2 separate regions of the Danio rerio genome follow, and region 1 is linked to region 2. A link is a contact called in public Hi-C data. All regions are on one chromosome and are shown on one strand. The core of a region is the stretch at or near the end of the contact, and the rest is flanking DNA. Distances in the headings are between cores, read along the strand shown. Region 1 holds the start of nap1l4a (nucleosome assembly protein 1-like 4a). Region 2 holds the start of osbpl5 (oxysterol binding protein-like 5).

Region 1 (2,700 bases), core at 18-2,517, 230 kb after region 2:
TGGTTTTAGATTCACACATTTGGAGTTCCTTCTTAATGATACCATTTCAGGAAAGTGCTCATTGCAAATTCTAAATAGACAAATAATATTGCCAATGACTATCAAAAGTACAACACTGTTTATAGTGCTAATTTTGTTTTCAAGCCATACTTACATGTAATTTCTAAGTGCCATGGTAAACAAAACAGGGAGCATGTCACAAGTTGTCACTGAATGAATGTCCAAATATAAAATCAACTTTACCTCGATTATGGCTTGAACTACTAAAGCAGGCCATATTTTTAATAATTATAATTATTTTTCCTTTATTAACAAGAATCAGCAGGTAGAGTTTTATTATACAACAAAATCACTTCACATTCCTTAACAAGAATAATTAAAAGAGAAACAAAGAAAATAAATTGAAAAAAAAAAAAAACGAGGAGATGATACATGATCATCAAATTACATATGAATATATTACACATATTTTTCCAATTTTAGTTATTATCAAGAGTAATTAAATACACTTTTACTACAGGTAATGTTAAAGGAGGAGCATATTTTAACCGTTTTAATTGTTTTTTTTATTTTTAGACTTACAAATCACTTTTATAAATATTTTAATCTCTTTTTCTTGCAACATGAATTGGATTTGAGCATGTGAAATTTACATAATAATAAAATAAAGTTATTATAAAACCAGCATCTTTAAGGCCATAATGATATAAGCATTTTGCAAGTGGACCAGTCAATCAAAGCTGCTAATCATCTGACAAGCATGCCATTTTAGATAAATTATTGATTTAAAATAATTATCACTATGTTTTTTCATTGCTCATTAATATGAAAATCATATTAAATTTCTAACAAATAAAGTACATATTTGTTACTTCTGCGAGTTTGGGGAAAATTAGTTTGACTTTATTATGTTTATGTCATATTATTTAGCTAAAAGAAGAAGAAGTCTTATTAACTGTGATTTAAAATATCAGCTGTTTCTCAAATTGCTGTCACTGCGCTGTCATGCTTGAGCATGGGACATTTAACTGCCATGGACACATGTGAAGCATGCATATCTGTCAACACCTCAACTATTACAGCTCTAAGCCGTGTGAACTATAAAAATAAAACCTTTAAACGCACTTAAATAATTTCCAGTGTACAAGACATAAGGCTCCTGCGCTAATCGCGATTAAAACAATGTTTTCTTTGACTTACCCACACGTTAGGCTCCAGACTGTCCTCACGTTTTCAGCAGTCGGAGAAGTGCGAAAGCAGGTCGCATTATTCTCCTTTCTCATTGGACAACGGTATGTCACGGGTCACGTGGGTTGGCCAATCGGAGACGCGCTTCTGTATTAAGAAACGTCATTGGTGAGACACTCTCAAGTCGTCAGAAGAGCGCTTGTTGCAGTGCACACTTGTTTTGTTGTTTGTTCAGTGCATACTTGTACTTTACGGATTTGAGGACATCAGAGTTCTCCACACATATTTTACTGAAGTTAAGGGCTGTTACGGTTCAAGTATGAACATGACATTGCGTTCCAAAAATACGAGACGGAGAAATAAAATGTTGTTAATTGTTCTTATTATAATAACAACAAAGCAATATAAAACAGACAAAAATGTTGTACAAACCATACAGAGATTTAATATGATTTTACATTAAATATATAACAAGGTTATAGGGGAAAAAACGAAAGGGCACATGAAAACAAATCAAAATGAATGCAGAATATAAAAGAAAGCACAAATGTTACAGGTTTTAACTGATTTCTAGTAGCTACTAAATGTTGACATTAAACCTATAGTTCCAGTTCTTTTAAAAAATCATATAGGGTTTACATTTAGTATATATTTACATTTATATATATTTTTCCAACAAATAAAATAAGGTTTATACAGAATGCAATACCCAAATAATAAATGTACCTAAATGAAGGTCGCTGGGTTGCTGGTTCGAACCTCGGCTCAGTTGGCATTTCTGTGTGGAGTTTGCATGTTCTCCCTGTGTGCACGTGGGTTTCTTCCGGGTGCTCCGGTTTCCCCCACAGTCCAAAGACATGCGGTACAGGTGAATTGGCTAAATTGTAATAAGTGTATGTGTGTATGCATTTCCCAGAGATGGGTTGCGGCTGGAAGGGCATCCACTGCGTAAAAAAAAAAAAAAAACGTGCTGGATAAGTTGGCAGTTCATTCCGCTGGGGCGACCCCAGATTAATAAAGGGACTAAGCCGACAAGAAAATGAATGAATAAAAGTAATGTATGAAGTTATATGAGGAGAGGCTAACTAGCTTACAATGTAGCTTTTAAGTATACAGCTCATGATAACAACAATATAACTAAATAATAAACCCTTTTAAAACATTTTACTTACTTATTGTAGATTCCTATTTAAGACTTAAACCAAATCAGACTCTGCGTCTGAATTGAAAGACAGAGAATGGAGGACACTCAGAGGTAAACAAATCAAACACCTGGCTCCCTTAAAGAGCCAGCATTTTCTGAAAACTTTTTTCACAATTTTGTGCTTTGAATAAGACACACAGCCTGTGTATGTGTGTGTTAATGCCTAAATCGTTGTTTTCTATAAACAGCAACATAACTCATCAGAGTAGATGGGACAGTAATGGTTGAGCAGTAATTTACTATTATGACGGTTACTACCTGTAATAGGTAGATAAAGTAAATTACTGTAATTTATTTTTTGCTCTAGA
Region 2 (2,715 bases), core at 127-2,626:
TTTTTACTGTAGTATATTACAAAGTAGCCTACAGTAGTCAAAAATAAGTGGATCAAAACCATTTATTAGAGTATTCCTAAAATTGTTGAACAACACCCACTCTTGTCTTATAGGACCAGTACTAACCCTACTGTTTATGAACTCACTTTAGAAAATGCTTTAGTGTGCTGCAGTAAGATGTAGTAAAACAAACTAGGCTGAATGGTACTAGCTACACTGTTAACCCTTACTGTAGATGATGCAGTAAATAACTTTAAAAAGGCCAGTGTTTTGCTGTAATAAAGGGAAACAGTATTTTACTGTAAAACGAGCAGGATTTAAGGAATGAGCAAAGACTAAATTACAGTAATTTACTTAATGTAGCCATTACAGGTAGTAGCTGTGATAATAATTGGTAAATTACTGTTCAACCATTACAGTCCCATCTACGCTGATGCTTTATGCTGTTATATAGGGCATTTATCTTAATGCAGAAAACAATGATTTAGACATTGACACACACATACCAAGGATGTCTGTCTTTTTCCAAAATCGTGAAAAAAAAAAAAAATCAGAAAATGTTGGCCCTTTAAGGGAGCCATGTGTATGTTGTTTACTTCTGAGTGCTCCATTCTCTGTTTAACAGTTCAGATGCAGAGTCTGACGTTTTAAAGAGTCTACAACGAATAAGTAATGTGTTCAAATATTTTTGAGGGTTTCTAAAGTAAGTATGTGTAAGTTATGTTGTTGTTATCTTGAACCTCCACTGTCAGGTCCCAGGTTGTGAATTCGTTGCTAAGTTTTTTTTCAGAGCTGTGTTTCCAACTGTGAATTCATAAGGACAATAGAAACGTTTGTTTTCTTGAACTTTTCTTAAAGTAAATATTAATAAAGATTGGATCCTTTATCTCTATGGCCGACTTTATTTTTTGTTTTTATAATTATTGAGAATTGTGTGTGCCTGTTTTTTGACAAACATGTTTCTATGTGTGTTCTTTTGATAGGCATTTTTAAAAATGATTTGAAACTTATAAAAACTGTGTTGCCAGCATTTTACTGTAAAAAGGCCTGGTAAGGTCTAACAGTGTAGGCTATACTATGCTATTTTTTATGTGGGAATCAATGTAGGATGTGGGCAGAGCTATCCTTATTAAACGTCATACACTCAAAAACGGATTTTTGCAGCTTGTTCAAGCTACTTATTTAAAATGAGCTGAAACAACAGTTCTTGAAATGTGTTACATTAACTTAATCGATTTGTGTTGACATAACATGAATGAATTGTGTGGAACCCTGCATTTAGCCTATTGACAGAAAAAACACGAACGCTGAAAGTTGTGCTGAATGACGTCAGGCTTTATGAGGGTTAAATCCAGCACCGCGTCTCCACTCTGGCTGGTTAAGCGCCTCCTTTCTTCCAAAGGCATTTCCTGCCGTCCGCGCTCCCAGAATACACAGCTGTACGCCAGCGGTTATGGAATGCTATGGACCGCTATTTTATCTCTCCATCATCTTCCACCTCTTAAGGATGCAGGTGTGCAAGGTTAACTTCCAACTTCCAAGCGTTTCGCGTCTGGAAAACAGCGTTTCGATCGGCCTTTGCACATTTTAAGACGGCATTACTTTTGTTTTGGGACAAACGCGAGCTTCGTTTACAGTTCAATTACATTGAATACATGAGGGACGGTTACTAAGGCGGTCGGAATAGAACAAGACAACCAGACCTTTTCCAGTGATCTGAGATGAATTCGTTTGGATACGTCTAGATCTCCTGCCACGTTTCTGTCTTCGGGGGCTGAAGTTGCGACTGCAACAGAGGTGAGAGAAATCTGCGATGAAATATGATTATATGACTGTTTTCAAGGAGGATGCGATGGACTGTTGGGCTGTTTACTTACAAGAATCATTCGTTAGGCTGTTTGTATTTGGATGTGAATGTGATTATTGAATTTCCTATCCGGGCTCTATTTATCTATCCATCCTTCTATAACCAGCACGGATTCTTTAAACGGCACAGAGCCTCGTTATTCCGTTATGTTTGTCATCTCTGCAGTTAATGTGACGCATGGATGTGTTATTTCATAAAAAGTCGTCTGTTGTCCACATCCTCCATTTTTAAAAGACATTATAGACTAAAATGCTTTTGGTAAAACGCCTAGCAGCTGTCAGACATTAAAAGTAGCCTACTAATAAAACTGCCAATAATGCATTGTTGTGTTAGGCTACATTAAATATTCATGTTTCAATATTAGCCTGTAATTGTTTAACAGTTTTAAATGTTATAATACAATTATCTATTTTGAAAAAAATATTAATAATATTATTAATTTTTAAAATGTGTTTAGGCTTATGTTGAGCACAAATATATTATTTTATGTTTGGGTAATAGGCTATGTGATGCATATACATTTTATATAGGTTTATAAAAAATAGGTCAATTATAAATGAATAAAAATAATACTACAATTTTATTGTATTAATATTTATTTAAATAATTGTTAATTAAGCTACACAGAAAATTAAAAGCAGTCTTTAGTATATTGTTATATAGTCACTGCAGAAAGGTGACTGATTTATTGACCAATCAAAAATTTTGAAACCAGTTCATTATATTATTATTATTATTATTATTATTATTATTATTATTGACAACAACAACAATAATAATCAAAGCCTAGTATTTAAAATAATCAAATATCAATTTGTTATTATATATTGTTATTAATATTAAAGAAA

Evidence for each region. Hi-C and Micro-C count contacts between places; a contact is called where the count stands out from the background.
Region 1: a contact with region 2 is called in a Hi-C map of an unstated tissue, with 2.5 times the contacts expected there. The contact joins the promoter of nap1l4a here to the promoter of osbpl5 in region 2. A contact is called at or near these places in 2 of 18 Hi-C or Micro-C datasets (caudal fin and an unstated tissue).

Annotation. Positions count from the first base shown.
Region 1 is chr25:24,789,735-24,792,434 of GRCz12tu, forward strand. It overlaps nap1l4a (nucleosome assembly protein 1-like 4a), which reads right to left and starts at 1,268. Exons shown (of 15, transcript NM_001089347.1): 1 at 1,201-1,268.
Region 2 is chr25:24,562,905-24,565,619 of GRCz12tu, forward strand. osbpl5 (oxysterol binding protein-like 5) reads left to right here and starts at 1,377. Exons shown (of 23, transcript XM_068217533.2): 1 at 1,377-1,797.